3 separate regions of the Mus musculus genome follow, and all the other regions are linked to region 1. Evidence: chromatin contacts called from public promoter capture Hi-C data. All regions are on one chromosome and are shown on one strand. The core of a region is the stretch at or near the end of the contact, and the rest is flanking DNA. Distances in the headings are between cores, read along the strand shown. Region 1 holds the start of Sbspon (somatomedin B and thrombospondin, type 1 domain containing). Region 2 overlaps Rdh10 (retinol dehydrogenase 10 (all-trans)). Region 3 holds the start of 4930444P10Rik (RIKEN cDNA 4930444P10 gene).

What was found. Promoter capture Hi-C pulls out the DNA fragments that hold promoters and counts their contacts.
Region 2: a contact with region 1 is called in a promoter capture Hi-C map of liver, with 2.2 times the contacts expected there. The contact joins the enhancer-like site here to the promoter of Sbspon in region 1. A contact is called at or near these places in 15 of 39 promoter capture datasets (the 3T3-L1 cell line, the HPC-7 cell line, HPC-7-derived erythroid cells and 9 more), 4 of 484 Hi-C or Micro-C datasets (cortical neurons, epidermal suprabasal cells, nephron progenitors and 1 more), 11 of 115 datasets of contacts at active chromatin or transcription factors (the 230-238 cell line, the SCID.adh cell line, T-cell acute lymphoblastic leukemia and 6 more) and 1 of 9 other capture datasets (pancreatic islet).
Region 3: a promoter capture Hi-C map of hippocampal neurons shows a contact between it and region 1, with 5 times the contacts expected there. The contact joins the promoter of 4930444P10Rik here to the promoter of Sbspon in region 1. A contact is called at or near these places in 18 of 39 promoter capture datasets (the 3T3-L1 cell line, 3T3-L1-derived adipocytes, the C10 cell line and 12 more), 9 of 484 Hi-C or Micro-C datasets (the AML12 cell line, cardiomyocytes, cortical neurons and 3 more), 10 of 115 datasets of contacts at active chromatin or transcription factors (the 230-238 cell line, the SCID.adh cell line, T-cell acute lymphoblastic leukemia and 5 more) and 3 of 9 other capture datasets (adipose tissue, liver and pancreatic islet).

Annotation. Positions count from the first base shown.
Region 1 is chr1:15,890,643-15,894,495 of GRCm38.p6, reverse strand. It overlaps Sbspon (somatomedin B and thrombospondin, type 1 domain containing), which reads left to right and starts at 1,774. Exons shown (of 5, transcript NM_001033288.3): 1 at 1,774-2,057. The coding sequence starts at 1,844.
Region 2 is chr1:16,111,437-16,115,289 of GRCm38.p6, reverse strand. The region is part of intron 2 of Rdh10 (retinol dehydrogenase 10 (all-trans)); the gene reads right to left. Among named protein-coding and RNA genes, the nearest start is that of Rdh10, 7.5 kb to the right of the region's middle. Within about 2 kb of position 1,604, at least 31 of the 459 cell types and tissues checked have an H3K27ac peak or open chromatin away from gene starts, as enhancers often do. A contact at or near this core is called in liver and pancreatic cancer cells, where this site is marked.
Region 3 is chr1:16,091,645-16,095,497 of GRCm38.p6, reverse strand. 4930444P10Rik (RIKEN cDNA 4930444P10 gene) reads left to right here and starts at 2,173. Exons shown (of 5, transcript NM_001243238.2): 1 at 2,173-2,524.

The sequences.
Region 1 (3,853 bases), core at 525-3,024:
TTTCATTTCAAGCTTTGGTCTGGAAAATGAGCTAGTCAGTGGATTGTTTGCTTTTACACCTTTCTGGCACTATTCCAGACTCTTATGGCATTACAGAAGTATCTGCCCAGAGGCATCCCATGGAGAAGACAGTCTAGAAAAGGTGTGGAGATGAATTGCATGAATGTGTTGTGACAAAACGGCAAATGAAACTTCTCACAGGAGGAACGCTGAGGGTGTATGTAATCTGTTGGCAAGAGTATTTAGTCCTAACCATCAAAACTAAAAACACAAAGAAGTAAAAAACACAAAGAAGTACACATCATTTCTTTAAAAGCTAAAGGAAGAGATAGTTGCCAGAAAGGAAAACAAACAAAAAAAAAAGCCTTTCAATGCTGAGAACTTACTTGTATAAACTCACAAAGAAAAATTTCTTTTTTTTTTCTTTTTAGAGTATATTTTCTTTGGATGATCAAATAGCATTACATTCTACATTGGTCAATACAATCTGAGACCAGGACTTATCAGATACAACCCTTACAATGTAGGTTTGTCCATTGCATAGCATGCTTAATTTTTATATTTGGTTGCTAAGTTGCTTTATCACACTTGTAGTAAAGTTTAAAATTTCTACTTATATTACTTTCTCTCCAATGACAGAAATTCCTCTTTGAGAAGCTCTTGCATGAAGAAGGAAGAAACCAGACTTTGAATTTAATTTGATTTCTTATGTTTTCAGATATAGAAAGTGTTCCTTTCTACAAACCATGCTAATTAAATGATTTAAGGTCATAAAGAAAAAGTGAAACTCCCAGAATTAATCTCAGTGAATAAAGTGTAGAAAACTTAATATATTTAGAGAAGAGAAAGAAACACATATAAAAACTTGGGCATAAAGCTGGGTGTAAAGGCCTATGCCTTTCGTTCCAGCACTTGGGAGGCAGATGGCAGTAGCTCTCGTGAGTTCGATACCATCCCATCCTGGTCTACATGGCAAGTTACAGGTCAGCCAGAAGTAAGTAGCAAGTCCCTCATCTCAACAAGCAAGTAAACAAACAAGTTGCCGGTGGGGTGTCGCTTAGTAGGATGACCTTGCATCGGTCAGGATCTAATTTCCATTCTCAACGTGGCAAGAACAAGACAACAAACAAAGATGTGCACGCGAATAAAACCCTCCAAAATTAGACGAACACCTTAGAGTGAAAGTTATTATAAAAAAACAAAAACAAAAACCGAAAAACCATTATTGGTGGGGGTTCTCTTTGGGAAATCGGCTTTAACAAAAAAACAGAGTACAGTTTCTACTTTATCATTTTCTTCGTATTCATTAATTTGTCCTTTAAGTGAAGGAAAGTAGCATTTTTTTCTGGGTGAGAAAAAAGCCACTATAAAATGCTGCAGAAAGATACTTCTCTGTGCCCGACAGGGCCCAGGAGAGTTGGAGAAACAGTTGGGAAAAGACTCCGAGGGCTTTCTAGAGCGAGCTGGGGCGCTTGGGGGTCGCCCGGGTGCACAGGGGCTCCATCCATTTTCTGGCGGCTTTCCGGGTGCAAACAGGCACGGGCTACCGCGTCCCCAGACCTAAGGAGGCAGAGTTTGGATCCTGGGGAGAGTGGCCGGTAGCGGGCTGTGAGAGCACCTGGGGTGGTCGGGGGTCGGCTGGTGGCCAGGAGGAGAAGCGCGTCCCACCTGGGCCCCAGTGCCACCCGCCCAGAGCCCGCCGAGCGGGCGCACAGCCAGGGCAGCCGAGGGGCGGTGCGGAAGGGCGGAGGGCCGAGGGCGGGGGCTTCGGCTGTCGGAGGAGCCGAGCTCTTGCCCGAGGCTCTAGCTGGGTCCGTTCGCAAGTGTCGCGGCAGCTCTGGCCATGAAGACCCTGTGGATGGTGCTGTGCGCTCTGGCGCGGCTGTGGCCCGGGGCCCTGGCTGGCTGTGCAGAGGCCGGCCGCTGCTGTCCTGGCCGGGACCCAGCCTGCTTCGCCCGCGGCTGGAGGCTGGACAGGGTCTATGGAACATGCTTCTGTGACCAAGCCTGCCGTCTCACCGGGGACTGCTGCTTCGACTACGACAGGGCGTGCCCAGGTGGGTGGCTGGGCGCCGGGAGGGACCCCTAGGAAGCCAGGAATCTTCTGGTCACTTCCAGGCCAGTCCAGTATCAGCCTTCGCAATCCCAGTACCCCACCCCCACCCCAACTCCCGCTCCATTCCAGGCTTCCCAGTCGGCTTCATCTAATGTCCCCGAAGCACACCCCCTAACATCTGTGGGGATCACCTCTGGGATGTGTTCTGTGACTCAAGAACTCTAGCTTCATAGAGTCACCTGGGGCCTGGAAGGATGGTGCTGACAGTTGTCAGGGGTGTGTCCCTGGACCAGCCGTCACCACACTCATTCTGTCAACCTCATAAAGTTTGGGGATAGAGAAAACTAACAAGGCCAGGAAGATGAGACTGTCTCACTTTGTATCAAGCTTGCCCTGGGAGGGGCCTCCACTTTCTTAGAGGTCTGAGGTGTTCTGTGGTGGGCTCCAACATGGACCACCGCTGTTTCCTGTGAGGAGGTTTTCTGTGCTCTTGGAACTATCTTTAGGATACTTTCTTTCCTCAAGTCTCTGTAGTGTTTGATCCTTCCCTTTAGAATGAGGTCTTTTCTTATCTAACATTCCCATAGCATCTCACAGTACCCCTTGGTAGGGTTCTGTCAACGCAGGTTTAATTGAACTTAAAGGTAAAGGAAGAAATGAGAAACACAGTCCTGAAAAACAAGCCGTGACCAAGAAGTCAGCTCTGAAAACCAAAGCAGCTTTGCTCCTTGCTAATCAGATCAGTCCCAAAGTTGTCCATATGATAGGGTTTGTCCTCACACAAGTCCTAGGCAACTTCTGAGGAGAGGACCCAAGGGCTGGGCCACACTCCAGGAACGAGAGGCCCAGTAGCAACAAGGCCTCTCTTGCCTCTTTGCTAAGAGCCTGTCAATCCCAGGCAGGTCAGTCACCCAGCCATGATACTGTGGAAGGGCACAGCCAAAAAACCTCCAAGATTTACTGGCGGATGCCCTTTTTGATAAGTTCTCCCCCCATTCCCGTGACAAGTCATCTTGCCTCAGTCTAAAGGAAGCTGGAAAAGTCAATGAACCAGAAAATGCAGTGAGTCTGAGCCATGTGTCCCCTTCCCTGGCAACACCCGAAACTGGGTGTCTCAGCTACGTGTCCCTGGGTCTTCCAAAGCACTCATTCTTGAGGGGCTTGCCTATGCATTGATCCTAGAGTCCTGTAGCCCTTAGTTTGTAGTAAGCACAGGGATGGTGGGACACTGAAGATGCTGTCTCTACTCCTTAGGAAGTCACTTTGTACCAGAAGCACAGGAGAAACCATATGTACACTGTACAGAAAGCTCCCTCTTCCTGCAGGGGACACTGTCCATGATAGCCAGGGATGCCCAACCCCAGGATTGGTTTTGATTTGTTCCTGGGTGTCCTTTCCTACAGTACCGGGGTTCATCTGTCCTTGTGAGTTTTATGCTATGGCACTTCTCATGTGGCTACTTTTGCACTCTATGGCTCTATGTGAGTGAAATAAAGCCCCCTAATATCACCACAGTGGACTCCAGAAGGCTAACGGGAAGCCGTGTGCACAGGACTAAGTCGTGTGCACAGGACTAATATGATTGACAGGGGATGGATGAGTAGTGCTCAGAAAGAAACAGTAGCAGGGCAGCCTGAGACTTCCTCATGCGACTTGGAAATGCATGAGTGAAAATGTATTAGCTACTTCTGGAATTTTCCATTTCATATTTTCAAACAGTAGCTGGCTACAGATATTTAGGGCAGAAAAACTAGGGATGAGGGGGGGGGGGGAGACTTTTACCAAAACAGGTCAACA
Region 2 (3,853 bases), core at 355-2,854, 220 kb before region 1:
ATTTGCATATGCAGATTGAAGTGTCTTAGGGATGGGATCTAAGATTAAACAGTTAATTTAAGGTTTTCGTACTAAGCACACATACAAAGGTAATTTTATACAATCATTTTGCCTGTGTTTCGACTTCATCACATGGTCAGTGTGGCTTGCACATTTCTATGGAGAGGTGCTCTTGTTTCTCAGGACTTCCAGTCAGATGGACTTTCTCGAGGCATGGCTCTGTGCACCAGTCCCCTGCCCACTACTTATCATTAGACAGAAGGAAAGCAAGCAAGGAAATTAGTGAGGCCCGTCCTCTGCACGCTCAACCAGAGCAAGGATCTGAGCGCAGGCAAACCTGCTGCTTGCCTTGCTTGCTCGCTCGCTCGCTCGCCAGCAGTCATTTTAGTTTCTGAAAGAACTGAAGCAGAAACTTAGGGAACTCTGTGATTACTAATTTTCCTTATCCCAAGAAAAGCCTTAAATAAAAAGGATTCCTCCTTAAAGTTCTTCCAATTCTCAAGTCAGGTTGTTAAAAGTACTTCCAAGTAGTTTTCTGCCACTAAATTAATTCACTAAGGTCACTGAATCAATCCACTGGAATTTGTCAAAGATCTTGAACGGCTCCCAGACAATTGGAGCAACAACAAATTTAAGGGAAAAGAATAAACTGAGAGGATGTGGGCAGCTGAATGTTGAACTACATTTGTAGCTCTTCTCCCTGCCCTAGGGGCCGGCCGGTCCTGCAATGGACTGGGCACTCTCCATTCAGCCTTTAGGAAAAAGCTACTCAGTATTGGTTAGCATTAGCACGGGCTAAAGAATGCTCCACTGACATACCTATTTGGACAGATAATGAATAAAGACCTGGGTATAGAAATTCCCAGAGACAGAAAACAAGTATCAACTTTGCTTCAAGAAATTGAGATAACCAGCACAAGTCACTCCATGAGCAAACAACAAGGTCATCCCTTGAACCAAGAACCGGGGACTGTCCATCAGGGCCTGCCATCCTTATAGAGAAAGACACCATTTGACCCATGTGGAAACATCTGGATCTGTTTCTCTTGCACAATCATGGTGTGTCTGCCTACCTCTGAGCCAAGGAATCACTCTGCAGCTCAGACTGGCATCTAACTAACCTGTGACAGTGCTCTCTCAGGGTAGTGAGGTGTCTAGTCCAACTGAGGTTGAGACCATACCAGAGGACATAATAGCTACTAAACTGGGAAGATAGGTAGAAATTGGTTTTGGAAGGTTCAAGACACCATGCAAATGACCTCTGATTTCTGACTGTGAGCAATATGGTCACACAAGATTTTAAGTAAGCACATTTCAAACTCAATACTAGTTAGATAACCCTGGATTGGGCAGCAAAGAATAGACATAGGGAAAGAAGTCCAGAGGCTCATTAGAGTCCAGGTGAGAAATAATGACAGAGGAAGTACAGATTTATCTGAAAAGAACTTGGTGACCAGTGAATGAGCACAGGAGAGACAACTGCTGCCAAGCTTGGTGAGTCAGCCAGTGGTTTAAAAAAGAGGGAGTTAGCTTACTATCAGTGGAACAGGAGAGGTCAGCAGCTAAGAGAACAGCACAAGTTTGCAAATGGCCTAGAATCACAGTTAGGCAACTGAAGCAGATCACCCAGTTAGATAGAGGCACAGGGAGAATGGTGTGAACACACAACACTAAGGAGCCGGAGAGCTAAGGTGGTGGAAGGGTGGATTCCCTTGCATTTCAAGGAGGTAGTCAAGGGCACATTCTGTGATAATACAGGCTTCCCTCTGCACCAGGCACCGAAGGAGCACTGCTAACTGCCCAGACAATTGAGAATTTAAGGCACATGTTACCTAGTGCTTCCTAAACGAGTCTGACAACCAGGCACATATTACCACACATTCATTAAAGATGAAGTGACATTTTTTATGTATGACATAACATCTTGTTCCTTGCTTACACCACTGATTCAAAGGACATTATATCATGTTGTAAATTGTGACGTTCAGGAGCAATAGATTTGGGCCCCACATGTAATGTTTCATATATAGAAATTCAAGTTTCATTGAGCATGCGATCTCATTCCGTGTACACAGTCCAGTCCCATATATCTCCAAGCAGTTGCCAATCTAGAGAGATGTTTCATCAGTTTTCAACTACCACAGAATCTGACAAGGTGTGTCAGCTCTGACCTCTGCTCAGCCCCCACCCTTAGCCAGTGCTCCTATGCTCACACACTCTTACACACAGAATGTGCATGGAGGCAGAGAGCCAGTTCTGGCACACTGTCAAAAACATGCTACAAACTCCTCATTTTCAGCAGCTATCCTAAAACAGGAAAGCAGTATTACATAAAGGATCTAGAGTTCTGTAATATTATAGTACAGAGAAGAAAGCATTAGACAAAAAATTTTATGAGTACTTTAGAAATAAAAAATTTAAATTCTAAGCCTAAGAGAATTTAAGCTAAACTATATTTCTCTAGTCTGAGAATACAGGAATACATATGTAAGATTGAAAACCAGTAAATCTTATAAGAACTCAAAATGTTAATGATCAGGGTCTATTCTTGAGATATTAGGTACCATGGTAGCACGCTAATGTCTTTAAGTGCTGCCTTATTCTGGTCTAGCTGGTGGGCTTTTACTTTTCTTGGATGGATTTTAACTAAATAGACTTTAGACGTTTGGATATAGATAAATGCTGAATTCAGTAATTAGTATTTTAAAACCGTGAAACCTTTTAAGTTAAGTGGTCTATTAATTAACTACCAATTATCTTGTCTGACTACCATATCAATAGAAGTAAATTACTGACTAGCTATCTGACAGATTTAGTCCTTTACCACGGAAGATTCCTTCTGCACATAAAAGGCCTGGGGTGAACACTTTTGCGTTCCCCTTTTGGGTAATCAGGGATCAGTTTGCCATTTTGATAAAAGCCAAACACAGTCCATTGGTCAAAAGGAACCTACAGATAAACTCTGGCTCAGAAACAAACAGATTCTACTCCTGCTCCAGAAAAACAGTAAGTAAAGCTAAGTTAACTATTTTGGGGAAGTGCGAGAGTGCAGTCAGCGTATGCAGGCCTGCTTCTGGGTCACTTGGTAGAATAGAGGTGTGTTTTCAGGTTCTTGCCTCTTGCTGAGACAATGACTTCCATGCAAATGCGCACTTGTCCTCGGTGGTCTGGTTCCACAGTTCACTAAAGCCTACCTTGCATTTATTATTCATTTCCTGACTATCTCGACCAGGAGAAGGTTCCTGCAAGATCTGTTAGGCACAAAAGGACTTTAAAAGTTAATGTCAATGCTGACCAGGAGACTGTGCCAAATATGACAGGCAGCCAAAAAGCCTTCCAAGTCTGCCAAGTGCACTTGGCTCAGAAGGACTCAAGCCACTGAAAATACAGGTTCTCTTCTGGAGGCCTGAGTCACAGGGAAAATGAATGATGGCTGCCCTGCATTCGGTCTGAGTCTAATTCACAGTGGCCTACAACAGCTCTCTTTTAAAAAAGCCTGAGCCTTACACCAAGTAGCAGGCACAGTGCACTAAGGAAAGGTGAGTATACAGGGGGCAGGACAAGAGGGTAGTAAACAAAGGGAGACACAAATAATGAATGGAAGCCAACTCTGACTTGAAGACTTGACAGCTTGAGTTAGTCCAGCATGATGTTTCCCTATCCAGAATTCACAGCATGGACCCAAGTGAGTGCTTGCTGAATAGGTTATCTTCTAAATATTTAAGCAGAAGCACATTACATCTGATCAAATATTTATTAACTAAGAATACAGCTCCAGGGGTGTGTGTATGTGTGTATGTGTTGTTTTGTGGTGTGTGTGTGTGTGGTGTGTTTGTGTGTGTGTGTGTGTGGT
Region 3 (3,853 bases), core at 924-3,423, 200 kb before region 1:
GTTTGCCCTTTGTTGTTTCTTCTGGCTGCAATGTGTGGATAAAGACTTGTGTTCCAGAGATAGCTCAGTGAGTTAATTACCTGCTGCTCAACTGTGAGGCCTGGAAGCCCAAGTACCCACGTAAAAGCTGTGCATGCTAGACTAAGTCTGCAATCTCTTTGTTCTTACAGGGGTAAGAGGTAGATTTAGCAGAGTCCACAGAAGCTTGGAGGCCAACTAGTCTAGTCTAGTCAGCAAATGACATAGACCTTGTCTCAAATAAGTGGATAACAGCCGTGTTGTTCTCTGATCAAACGGACTTGCTCTCTGACATATGCTCATGTGTAACACACATACACACACACACACATACCACACACACACTTGAAACACTTGAAACACTTAGCCTGAGGTAGGGGTTGTGCATGTCTTTAATCCCAGCACCTGCAGAGGCAGGCAGATCTCTGATTTCCAGGCCACTCTGGTCTACATGGTGAGTTCTAAGAACAGCTAAGGCTACACTGTGAAACCTTGTCTTAAAACAACAACAAAAAAATAACAACATAAGCAGACACTTTAAGGAGAGATGGTAAAACAGTAAAATGCAGTGGCCTCCCTGAGTTGTGTTATGTCACTGTAATAAGAGGTGCATTTTCTAGAATTGGCTCCTTCTTTGTTTCTACTGTGTTTTAAATGTTTGTGTTCATGCTGAAACTTAATGCTCAATTTAACATCTAAAGGTCCCACAAGATTGGCTGTGATTAGATTAAGAGCTTCATCCTTATCGGTGGGATCAGTGCCTTATAAATTGGCTGGAGGCAAGAGAGTAGGTCTGGTTTTTACCCTTCTCCATGTGACATTTGTCTTTCTGGAGGGATGCAGTGTTCAAGAATCTCAAAGAAAATATTGTGTCCTCACCACACACTGACCCTGTCTTCACCGTGATCTTGAATTTCTCAGCAGTAGAACTTTAAGGAAAAAAAAAAAAGAAGAAAGAATTACGGTAGAGTTTTAGATATGCAGCCAAAGAACAGTTTGGGGAAAGGCAGGCTCTGTAGGGTACAGGAGCCGGGGGGGGGGGGGGCATGGAAAAGAAAACCTTTCAATCTTAAATGTTTGAATGCTGGTATATTGTTTAACCCATATAATCTCTTCTATGTGATTCTCCACTATGCAACCCCAGAACTGAATTTATAGTTGTTTTTGAGATGGACTTCAGACATATTTTCTCCTAATTTCCACCCTTGTCTTAAGTTCTGCTGGTTAGTATGCAACCCAATCCTAAATGTGTCTCTTTATCCTTATTTTTCATGAATTCTTTTAGTTATACAAAGTACACATACGTGTTTTTATTGGAGGTAGAATCATGTGCTTCCTGGACTGGCCTTGAACTTACTGTGATGACCTTGAACTAAGGATCAAACCCAGCTTCAGCATGCTGGGAAAATATTCCACCGCAAAGTCCATCTCACTGCTCTGCTACCTCCAGTTTTTCACGAGGGGCTAGCTTTCACTACCCTGGTATCACAGCCTGGATCTAATCTGAATTGGCTTTCTTTTGTTGTTTTTTGTTTTGTTTTGTTTTTTTCGAGACAGGGTTTCTCTGTATAGCCCTGGCTGCCCTGGAACTCACTTTGTAAACCAGGCTGGCCTCGAACTCAGAAATCTGCCTGCCTCTGCCTCCCGAGTGCTGGGATTAAAGGCGTGCGCCACCACGCCCGGCTGAATTGGCTTTCTTAACAGGGAACTTCAATACTGATGTTCTCTGTGTTAAGCAGTGTGAGGCATGCTGATGTTGAGATCTTACTAAGTAGGTGAGGTGCTGGTCCAAGGTAGGGTGGAGACACACTTTCCACAAAATACTTGAAACGGTCTAGTTACAATGAATCTGAAAAATGAGACTGATATCAGCTGATGTGCCAGTGACCTGGCACAAATCCCCTCCTTGTCCAACTGTCCATTCTCACTTCTACCCTTGGAAGAGTATTAGGACAGCTGTCAGCCAGCCTTGTTTTTTCATCGCTCCCCTCTCAGAAGTGACCCAAAGGCCGGCATCCACCCTGGCTTCATACCGACTGGGAGTCCTTCCCTGCTCTCTCAGCCATCCCAGCATCCACCTTGGCCCACTATCCTGAGGCTGCTGTATCCGCCTAGCTCAGTGGGGCGGCCCCAGGCTACGGGCGCCTAGCAACCAACGGTGTACCGGGCAAGCGGGGCCGCAGCTGCGAGCGCTCGCTGGCCCCGGCTGGCCCCGGCTGGCCCCGGCCTTGCTGAGCGGCGGCCGAGCTCGGAACATCGCCGGGCTGCCGGCCGCCAAGCATGCTCGCCCTGAGAGTGGTGCCAGTGCGAGAAGGCTGCCGGCTGCCCCGCCCCACCGCGGTGGACAGCCCGGAGACGCGGCTAGCCTCAGCCGAGAGCTCGCGTCCACCCACGGCCGTCGCTGGCTCCCACACTGCCCGCTGCCCCCGCTGGCCCAGACATCCTCCTTGGTGCCGTGGGTCCGGCACCTGAAGAAGCCCATCTCCTCTGTACAGCTGCGGGGACGGTGAGTGCGGGAAGCCGGGGCTCCAGGCTGGAGCCAGGAAGGGCTCTCTTCAAGAAGGGGAAACTGATGCCTTCAGAGCCACGTGGAACACTCCAAAGCTGCCCTCAAGGCGCTTCGACAGCATGGCTTGGGCATGAGGACCTAAACTGGCACCGTTTGTGGGGTCAGGTGTCAGGAAACGAGGACGAAACGCTGAATATTCTTTTCACACTTTTTAGGTTCTGTCCAAGCAAAGGACCCTTGAGTTTCCTGGACAGAGCTTTACAAGTTCACTCTGCATCTCTCCTAGAGCTTAAACCTAAGGTTGGGAGCAGAGATGTTGCCTTTCTTTCACATGGCCTTCTTTCTCCAGTCTCAACTAGATGGATCAGAACGCCCTATATTGCCAATTCTGTTTTGTATCATTTCTGATGTGCTCATATTTGTGGGTATATTTCTTATTTTCACTATAATCTAAAGGTACAAGAAAATAATTGTGCTGGTCATGTAGACTTATGTACTGGTTCTCCATACTGGTCATCTAGCCCCTTTGGAGTCATAAACACCAAGGAAACCATAGGGACATATGCAAACAACTTGGCAAACAGGCTATTGTGTTCTTTGAAACAAAAAAACCTCAGGTCTCATATTGTGTGCATATGGAATCCCTATTAGTTAAGTGTTAGAATAATATTTCATAAAACTTTTGTTGTTACACTTTAAAACACACTGTCTGTTTTTGAAATTGTGCATTGGTGCGCTTCGCTGACTCGCCCTGAGACACAGGTTTATTTTCTACCTACTTCTTTTACTTTAAAATATGCCCAGTGTTTTCTTTCTTCCACATTTTCCTCTGTTATTTTGGCCACGAGTGGTATAACCTATACATTTCTAATTGATACTGGATTCAGGTTTTGCATTTTACAAATATTTCACAACAACTAACTTTTTTTTTTTATTCATTCACTTTCCATCCCGATTGCTGTCGTAGCTCCCCAACAATGAACATTCTTACACAAAGAAACAGTTCTGTGGAATAAATCCCTTGAAACAGAACTGCTGAGTAGGCTGGGAATGGCTCAGCACGCGAAGGCTGGGCATTTGCCGCACAGATGTCTTGGCTTCGATTCCAGAACTCAGAGAGCCAGCGCTACAGGGTTGTCCTCTGACTTCCACTTGTATGCTATGGCAGATGGGTCCCCAGCCCCCTTCTCCCTTTATACAGGAAAAACGGAACCTTTGGGTCAGGTATATGCACATTAAAAGTTTTGACAGAAAATTTTCTTTTGATTTTTTTGTATTGGTTTGCATTTTCTTTTGGGGGGAGGGGTGTGAGACTGTCCATGTAGC